3 separate regions of the Sus scrofa genome follow, and all the other regions are linked to region 1. Evidence: chromatin contacts called from public promoter capture Hi-C data. All regions are on one chromosome and are shown on one strand. Each heading gives the region's core, a stretch centred on a gene start, on an enhancer-like site or on the middle of the called end of the contact. The rest is flanking DNA. Distances are from core to core; before and after follow the strand shown. Region 1 holds the start of RAB5C (RAB5C, member RAS oncogene family). Region 2 holds the start of RUNDC1 (RUN domain-containing protein 1). Region 3 holds the start of RAMP2 (receptor activity modifying protein 2).

The links. Promoter capture Hi-C pulls out the DNA fragments that hold promoters and counts their contacts.
Region 2: a contact with region 1 is called in a promoter capture Hi-C map of fetal skeletal muscle, with 9 times the contacts expected there. The contact joins the promoter of RUNDC1 here to the promoter of RAB5C in region 1. A contact is called at or near these places in 2 of 5 promoter capture datasets (fetal skeletal muscle and liver) and 1 of 47 Hi-C or Micro-C datasets (liver).
Region 3: a promoter capture Hi-C map of fetal skeletal muscle shows a contact between it and region 1, with 4 times the contacts expected there. The contact joins the promoter of RAMP2 here to the promoter of RAB5C in region 1. A contact is called at or near these places in 1 of 5 promoter capture datasets (fetal skeletal muscle), 1 of 47 Hi-C or Micro-C datasets (heart right ventricle) and 1 of 2 datasets of contacts at active chromatin or transcription factors (alveolar macrophages).

The regions. Positions count from the first base shown.
Region 1 is chr12:20,612,549-20,615,630 of Sscrofa11.1, reverse strand. RAB5C (RAB5C, member RAS oncogene family) reads right to left here and starts at 1,640. Exons shown (of 6, transcript NM_001244254.1): 1 at 1,516-1,640.
Region 2 is chr12:19,907,526-19,910,607 of Sscrofa11.1, reverse strand. RUNDC1 (RUN domain-containing protein 1) reads left to right here and starts at 1,620. Exons shown (of 5, transcript XM_021066967.1): 1 at 1,620-2,204. The coding sequence starts at 1,707. It overlaps PTGES3L (putative protein PTGES3L), which reads right to left and starts at 1,571. Exons shown (of 7, transcript XM_021066969.1): 1 at 1,174-1,571; 2 at 678-791; 3 at 521-587; 4 at 322-420. The coding sequence starts at 1,181.
Region 3 is chr12:20,092,742-20,095,823 of Sscrofa11.1, reverse strand. RAMP2 (receptor activity modifying protein 2) reads left to right here and starts at 1,398. Exons shown (of 5, transcript NM_214082.1): 1 at 1,398-1,516; 2 at 1,954-2,019; 3 at 2,933-3,044. The coding sequence starts at 1,417.

The sequences.
Region 1 (3,082 bases), core at 391-2,890:
GCTTAGCTCAAAAGTCTGTAGAAGACACTGGTGATGACTGTCCAGAAGTGGTCCGAAAGATCTCAAGGCAAAACCACCTCAGACCTTGCCATCTCAGGGCAGTAAAGGTGGCCCAGAATACTGAAGAGGTACCGAAATTCCCAAAGACTGTGTGGCCTTCCCTCCCTTCCTCCACTGTAGATAGCAAGGGTCAGTCATGGCCTCAGAGTCAGGCTGCTCTCATTAAGGTACAGTCTCAGGCCTGTACTTTGGCCACATAACAAAGAACCTCCCAGCCTGGTCTGAGACAGCAGCCATTTCACACACCTAAGTTTCAAGCAATGGACAAGGATCAGATGTCAGAACCAGCTGTCTCTAGGAAAAGCTGGGGAGAATCAGCACTTTCGGGTGTGGGAATTCCTTGGGTTACACTAAAAATTAGCACATGAAGAACCCAGAGGTGCCACTGTGATCTCCACCTAATCCTCTGCAATCTACAACTGAGTTGATCAAGTCCAGAAAGGAATGGAAATAGACCCTAGGACTAGAAGTGGCATGACCTGTTGATCAGGGAGGTGAGTGTGTGTTTAGCAGTGGGAAAGAGCCTAGCACTCCTCAATTCCAGACTCCTTATTTTTGGTCTTTTTCCTCCTCTCTAAAGACCAACGGACACCAGTCCCAGGACGAGCAGTCCCTCTGAGGTAGCTTGGAACCACTCGCGTGCTCTGGGAGGACCCGGTTGAGACTCCAGCAAGGGGGGAGGAGAAGGGGAGAGAGATGATAATGAATGGGCAGATCCACTCTGATCTGTGTGATCTGTAGCTAGGATTGAGCAAACCTCAGCTAAATTGTTCAGAGGCAGGAAAAGCGATACACTCAGGGAACGACACAACCAGAGAACACCATAACTAGAGGACGGGGCTGGGGCAGAGGGGAGCAAGCCGAGGAGAAGACAAGGCATTCCTAAAGAGTGACCCTGACTTTAAACTCTGCTAGGATCCTGGGTGGCTGTCTAGCTTGAGGAAAGAGAGGAAGTAAGGAGTTGTGGGAGCGGTCTCACCCAGGACCACCCCCCCCACACCCCGCCCCAGCCTCAGGATATCAAGATAAAATTCCTCTAGGGCTGGAGGGACAACAGTTTTTGTGGGACGGGGTAAAGGAAAACAGCGACAGACAACACTTCTGGCTACCTCTAAAAGAGAAGTCGGACAGGCTCCTTCACACCTGACAAAGATTCCTCCAATTCTAGGAGGAGAGGGAGCGAAACTTAGGGTCTCTCCCTCCCACCACCGGGCTGGACAGGCCAGAGGAGAGCCACAGGGGTTTCCCAAGGGTTACGAAGGGCAAGTAAGGGAAGGAAAGAAGAGCCCCCCCGGCCCCCGCTCTGGCTCGACGCCTGGGGAGCCCCTTAAGAGGGGGCTACGGGTCGGGGGAGGGGTCAGTATCCCCCCAAGCCGGGGCCGGGCGGGAGGAGGGGCTGCCCCGGAGAGGTTTCAACGCGAGCGAGACACTGGGTCCCGGGACAGGCACACTCACGGTGGCTCCGGGGCGGTGGCGTTACTTGAGGCCGGGGCTCGGACAGGCTCCGCTCCTCTCCCCCCGGCGGTGTCCCAGGCTCCGGCCTCCACTTCCGCCTTTCAGCCGCTCCGGATCCGGATCTCCACCTCCGACCCGCCCCTCAATACCCAGGTGACTGACAGGGCGGCGAAGCCAATGGGAGGCACTCTTGGCCGATTCACAGGCGGGGCTGGCGGGGAGCGCGGGAGAGGTGGGAGAGCGCACGCAAGGGACGGCGGGAATTGTAGTGCGTAGCTCCAGGAGGAGCCGCCTGAGACAGGCTTAGGGTGGAGCCCGATGTCGGCTAGGCGGAGCCCGGCCGGGAACTTTTTAAGGGCAGGCCTGCCGATCGCGTCATCGCGGGTTCCAGGCACCCCGAGGGGAGGCGGGTGGCGGAGCGTTGCAAGAGGGTAGGAGGCTGTGTGTGCAGAATTGGGAAAGGAAAAACATGATGTGAATGAATATGCACGTAAGGCCGCGTGGACCAGTCCTGAGCACTCGCTAGACTGGAGGAGCCCGTGTCTGCGCTTTTGGGCCAAGTCAGTTCTGGGAGCCCCACGGGTGGGGACATTTTGATATGGGGAAGATTATGGAAACGCTATAGTAAGGGCTTTCTGGAGACTACTGGGTAAGATCAAAGGGAGAGCCCCTGCCACTGCCCAGCAGTAAACTAGGACCCTCTGCCTTTGGCTCAACCGGAACCGACTCTGCCCCTGTCTCTCCCCACCCTCAACCAGTTCCAGCTCTTGTCTCTTAACTCCAAGCACAGAGCCAGACACTTCCCATCCAGTGAACTGGACCCACTTCTGTTTGCCCCCGCTTTGCCCTTCACATGGATCAGGGCTTTTTTTTTTTTTTTTCCCTGCTCCCCTCAGTATGGATTAGGACCACTTCTGCTCACCCCCAACCCCCCCAACACAGCTCCTCTGCTTCTGCATCTCACCCCCAGAGATACTACTCAGCACCTGAATGGAATACTAGCTCACCCGGAGGCAGCTGTGGGCATTGTTCCTATGACACCAGCCAACACCAAACATACCCTGGAGCCTGAGCTGGAGAATGGACCTTGCAACCTGTCCAGGACAACTTGCCCACACCTGGTTCCATTTGGTCACCAGGGTGCCTCTAACAACGTCCATACCACCAACCCCTTCAGTGATTGTCAGAGAAGTGAAAGCTAAGAAAGAAGAGAGAGCTTAAGAGAGCAAAGGGGATGGGGCAGAGTGGGATTCTTAGTAGGTTCTGGCTGGTGACAGCACTTCTTCCAGACCCTGCTGTTCCTAGCCTGCAACAGGCACAGGATTGGTTAATGCAGAATTAGTGGGGAGTCCTGTGGGTCACCTTGGCAGGGCTGGAGGTGGACTTGAGTCAGGGCTCTGTCCCTCCCACATATCGTGTCTGAGTCTGTGGCTGTGACCAGGTGAGGGGGAGGGTGGGTATGACGGGCCCATAGTGACTCATTACGGTTTCTGCCTCATCCCTGGGGCCCCTGGTGGCGTGAATGTGGTGCCAAGTGGATTGGTTGGCACCTTTGCCCTCCTAGAGA
Region 2 (3,082 bases), core at 371-2,870, 710 kb after region 1:
AACTCCCCGCACTGGAGGCTTTTAAATGGAAGAGAGTGACAGGGTCAAATGTGTGTTTTCAACAGACCATGATGGGAGCGATACAGAGGATGGATAGAGGGTGGGGCTGAAAATATGCAACAAACCTCACCCAGTAATGGATAAGGTCTGAATTAGGAAGAGATGAAATCATGGATTCTGACTATTTAGGAGGTCAAATAGGCAGGACCTGGTGAGTAATTGAATGTCGATGGGAAAGGAGCCAAGGGAGATTCTCAGATCTATCCTGGGTACCTGGGTACACAGCACAGGAGAAAGAGCTGCCGCTTCCCGCACACCCACCTTGATATCCTCCTTGGTGAGCCGGGGCCAGGCCACCTTCTCCTTCCATTTCCTCACAAAGCAAGTGATGGAGCGGCCAGAGCGTTTATCCTGAGAGTCCTGCCAGATAGCCTCGTTTTTAGGGTCTGAGATTTAGAATGAATCTCTGGTTTCCCAGGCAGCCTTCCCACCAGCCTGTACTGTCCCACTCCACCCTTACCTTGCAGTTCACCTTGGCATAGAACTCAATCTCATTGTAAAACTCCACTCCATCTGGGTTCTTGCAGCTGAGAAGATGTGGGAGGATGAATACGGGGGCATCAGGAGAAGGGGAAGGTTCTCGGGAAGCCAGGCCCTCTAGCGTCGGGGGCCATTACCTGAACACAATGCGGTGGTCTTCGATGAGCACGTGGACATCGGAGCTGTCCTCAACACAAAACTCCATGAACACATACTTGGGCCTGTCGTACCACAGGGTCCGGGCATGCTGCCTGAAGAGGAGTTGAGGTGGGGCTTCATAGGGGTGGGAGAGGGAAGACTGAGGGCATTTGGGAAGGGCGGAAGGAGGGGAAAATACAAGGAAGGGATGTTTTATGCTTTAGCACAAACTGGAGCTAAATCAGACAGAAGGGGGTGTAAGGGGAGTGACAGGAGGGGTCATGTGCGGTGAGGGTGGACCTGGGGAAAATCGAAAGTGCGAGAGCAGAAAGGTAGGGACTTATGAAGAACATACAGCTCACACTTGCCCTCACTACCACAAGCTTACAGAGACTTGGGCTCCGAGGTTCCCCTGGGACCTTGCAGAACCTGGAGCGCCTAGAAAACGTGGGGCAAAGAATCTCCAGGGAAACGGGCGGCTATAGAAGCACTTACCGTGCCATGGCGGCTGCCGCTGCCCGGTCGCAGCTTAGAGTCCAGGGCAGGGGCTGCTATCTTTAGATCCTGGGGACGGCCCCAGCAGCTGCCTCTCCTTATATGGTCGGGGAAAGAGTTTAGAGGAACGGGGAACGTGGCCCTACAGCCAGGGATCTGCACTCCCAAGAGACTCTGTGAGCGGACAGTCCTTGCAGCCCTTCACATCTTGGGATCTCCAGAAATGCACACGTTTGGAATAGACTACCCGCCCGCCCGGACCAGGGCAAGGACCAGAGTCTATACACAGGAAAGGACTTGCCCCGGCTTCATTCACCTGTTTCTTCAACGCTTAGTACACTAAATGCCGGATGCACAGCAGGCGATCAATAAATTTTGGGCCAGTATTAAATCCCAAGGGAAGGCCCGCCCAGGGTGACGTCCGAAAGCTGTACGTCTGAGCCCCGCCCACACGTTCCTCCAGGCTTGCAACCTGCGCGCCGTTGCCATGGCAGCAGGGGGCGCGGCTGACGTGCAGCGGAGTTTCCTGGAAGATGGCGGCCGTCGAAGCGGCTGCTGAGCCGGTAACGGGGGTGGCGGCCGTTGGCCCAAGAGCGAAGGACGAAGAGGAGGAGGAAGAGGAGTCGCTGTCGCCATGCGAGGCGGTGCGCTGGGCGCCAGTGGGGGCGGTGGCGGAGGCCGGACCCGGAGCGGCTGCGTTCTCCGAAGAGGTGGCGGCCGAGGAGCCCTGCGCGGCCACGGGCTCCGCGCCCGACTCCCCGGACCGGACGCTGCGGCGGCTGCGGGCCGAGCGGCGGCGGCTGGACTCGGCGCTGCTCGCTCTGTCCTCCCATTTTGCTCAGGTGCAGTTCCGCCTGCGGCAGGTGGTGCGTGGGGCGCCTGCGGAGCAGCAGCGACTCCTCCGCGAGCTCGAGGACTTCGCCTTCCGCGGCTGCCCTCATGTCCTGGGTTACGGGGGCAGCGAGGACCCCTCCAGTGATGATGCCGACGGGCTGCTGGGGGACCGGCCACGGTTGCGGGGCGAGGACCAGGTGAACAGCTAGGGCTGGACCCGGAGGGATATGGGAATTGAGGGCTGGGTGGGTGACGCGGAGTGGGGTAGCAGTGGTGAGAAGCTGGCTTGTCTAGGTGGGTATGCGCGTCCCAGAAGAGGAGACCAGGCAGATGTTAGGGGCCTGCTGAAAAACAAGAGGAATGAGAGGGCTGGGAAGTTGATGAGAGATGTCCACCAAAGGTGTGGAAAGAGGTACAAGTGTGATGACTTGAGAGGCAGAAGAGCGGTAAGCGAGGAGAGTATTCAAAGGGCAACAGAGCAGCCCACTGAAACAGTGCTGCTTCCACTCATCTTGGGGTCGCTTCATCAAGTACCTAAGTCCTGAGTCCGTTTGCTGATATAGTACCCCGACCCTGGGGATTGAGAAAATTGGCTAGTAAAGAGCAAGCGAATTGAAATCCATGGAAATTTAGGTCTGCTCCCTGTTCTCGCATAACTGGAATCTAGAGAATGCCTTTAATCTTCAGACCCTTGACTGGGTGAAAACTTTGGTGAACAACAAGGTCTCTCATTAACTGAAAGAAACACAACTCCTGATTATATGAATTTCTTAGTGCTGGTATTTTAAAACTCCTTGCCCATCCTACTTAATAACTAGATTTTCTAAATGAAGCCCCTTTGGTAACCATGACAAGATGCATTCAATTAACCTACACTATGTACCGAGAGTTTGTATGACTTACCAAGAGAATGTTTCCTTACAGTCTTTGAACCTCTGGAAGGACACAGTTGTAGATAGTTTGTTGGAGGAGACTTGCTATCTTTTCTCCACCTTTCTGTTCTTCAGGTTACAGCCCACATGTGGCTTTCTTCCCACTTAAATTGGTTTTAACCTAGTAGACTTATCAGCAGCAG
Region 3 (3,082 bases), core at 149-2,648, 520 kb after region 1:
TATCAGTGGCCATGATTTAAGAGCCTAAGACCCTGAGATAAAGATTTGAAGAGAGATCGTGACAGATAATTTGTGGTGGGCAGGAATCAGTAAACTGGGACAACAGCAGCAGCTGAGTCCAAGGGTCAGTGTCTGGGAGTAATTTAGGAAAGTTTGGTGCTGACAGCTGTGTCTGGAGTTGAACGTCATGGCCAAGGCAGCTCCTGGGATCCTCCGCTGCTTCAGACTAATGAAGCTCTGGCTCAGGACACGGAGACAGCTGTGGTGTGGCAGAAGTCACAGCCGCTGGGGCCCCAGGCTCAGCCTTCCTGCTTCTCAGAAGAGCGACCTTAAGCAAGTCCTTAGGAAAAGAGGAAAGGAAACCAGTGTCTGCTGAGTTCAGTGCCCTTTCACAAGTGTCACCCTCACTATGATTTAGTCCCACGTTCACACAGAAGGGATCAGAGAATTCTTGATGGTAACTGATGTCATTCCAGGCTATAGAGCTGGAAAGCGGGAAGGCAGGACTCCCGGGGCTGAACTCAAGTTCTGGGCTTTCCTCTGAGCTTTAGCTTCCTCCTCTGTAAATTATGCACCCATCTCATGAATGAAGCCACACATTGTAGGTTCTAGTCTAAACTCTTCCTTTCTCACAACCTTGGCCTTGAAGGGCTGTGGCTATTTTCTCCTTGCGGGGGGAGTAGTCTTACTTTTGCCCCTGCCCTCAATCTGCTTTGTGGGTCTAGGGCCCAGGGACTGCCTCAAAGGGAGGGTATGGGCTTTGGTTTCCCCTCTACCCCCATCCCCAGGCCTTCTCCCGACTCGGAAGGGCTGGCTCCCTCTTTTCCTCCCCGGTTTTGGCAGGCAGGCCGACAGCAGTGGGTGTTCCCAGGGAAAGGGAACGCGGAGCCCAGCTCAAGGCGCCCCTTCCCCCACGGCCCAGGACAACCCCAACCCCCAGCCTTAGATACTGAGGCGTCGAGAGAGGCCCTCTGAGCTCCCAGCCCCCTCCCTCTCCCCACACCCTCCTCCCCCAACACTCCCCCCACAAACTCGCGGAGAAAGGGAAAGGGCGACTAGAGTGCGGGGAGCGGGGAGCGGATGCTGGGAGACCCCGGCGAGGCCTGGGCGCCATGCAGCAGAGCCGAGGAAATGATCCCGGTTCTGGGGTTACGAGGGGAGCTGTCCAGCCACACGGGGTGAACTGGAGGAAAGGGTGGGCCAACGCCGGCCAGGCGGGCGCCAGGGCCGGGTGGGGCAGCGACTCCCCCTCCAGCCCGCGGGCCCCGGGCGTCGCCCCCGCCCCCCACGTGGCCGCAGCCGTCCCAGCCCCTGCGAGGAAGCGGCGCGGCTTCCTGCGGCTGGGGACGAGGATATTGGCGCCCCCGCCAGCGCCCGGCTCAGCGCCGCCGCCCCTCCTCGCCTGCTCGCCGCGCGATGGCCTCGCTGCGAGCGGAGCGCGCCGCCGGGGGCCCGCGGCTCCCCGCGACCCGCGCCGGGCGACCGGCAGCGCTCCGCCTCCTCCTGCTGCTGGGCGGTGAGCGCAGCGCCCCGGGGCCCGGGCAGGAGGCGCGGGAGGCCCTGGAGGGGAGGGGGGCTGGACGGCCGAGGCCGGAACGGCCCCGGGGTGCGGGTGCGGACAGCGCTGCCCTTCGGACGGCCCCGCCTCGGTGAGGACGCCGCGCGGGCTGCTTCCCACTTGGCGAAAGCTGGGGTGCCAGGGCCCCTCCGAGAGGTCTTGGGAGGTCTGGGGCTGATGTGGAGGCAGGGGGTTTGGGTATGAGTGGGAAGGAATTGGTGCAGCCCCTTTCTTCCGGGCACCCGGTGGGGGCCTGCCTTACTCCTCTTTCTCTTCTGAGAGTAGCCCTGATTTCCAAGAGTCTCGGCCCCCAACCCACAACCCCCCCTCCTCCAGGCTCCACCGCCCAGATCCCCATCCGACCGCTCATTGCTCTCTTTCTTTTCTGCCCACAGCTGTCCTGAAGCCCCAGGAGTCCCTGGCTCAGCATTTTCCCACCCCAGATTACTTAAATTTAGAAGGTAAGTACCCAGTGGCTGTGGGAGGGTGGCTAGGGGAAAGGAAGAGAGAGGTCAGTGAACAGGGTCCCTTTCCCACAGGCTAGGCCCCAAACTTAGTTGGCTCCCCTAAATTCCCCTCTCTTTTCTCTTGGGGTTCCTTATAGTCTTTCTACCTCTCATCCCAGAGGGACCCCATCAGCTCTGAGCTGGTCCACCTCACAGTGGGTTAGAAAACCCCCCTCCCCCAAAAAAAGGAATTCCTTTTTTTTTTTTTATCTTTTTAAAGCGGCACCTGTGGCCTATGGAGGTTCCCAGGCTAGGGGTCAAATCGGAGCCACAGCTGCCGGCCACAGCCACAGCAACACCAGATCCGATCAGAGTCTGTGACCTATACCATAGCTCATGGCAACGCGGGAGTTCTTTTTTTTTTTTTTTTTTTTTTTTTTTTTTTTTTTTGTCGTGGCTCAGTACCTTATGAAACCCAGTGAGTATCCATGAGAACGTGGGTTTGATCCTTGGCCTCGCTTAGTGGGTTAAAGATCCCGTGTTGCTGTGAGTTGCGATGTAGGTCCCAGATGCTGCTCAGATCCTGCGTGGTGTAGACTGGGAGCAACAGCTCCAATTTGACCCCTAGCCTGGGAACTTACATATGCTGCAGGTGCGGTCTTAAAGGAAAAAGAGGAAGGCCCCAGAAAAAGTGGATGTGGAAGCTCTTGTTAGGTAGGGAGGTCCGTGCACACGGGAGGCATTAAACTTTTCCTGAGCTGGGACTCTCTCCTCAGCCAGGAGTGTCTTGCTTGGGAAATTTCTGAGGCTCTCCTGGCAGTCCCTATATTCAAAGACAGAAACCGTGGTTCCTCAATGGAACTATCTGGATCAGAGGGCTTGGAGGGAGGGCTGGGGTGTGGTCGATATGCAGCATCTCTACCTACAGGGAAAACACTGGAGGAGAACTATGAGACAGATGCCCAACTTTGCTGGCACGATTATAAGGATTATATGGACTCTATCAAAAAGGATTGGTGTGACTGGGCCCTGATTAGCAGGTAGGGGCAATGCCGGAGGCGGTTTGGACCAGGGGTGG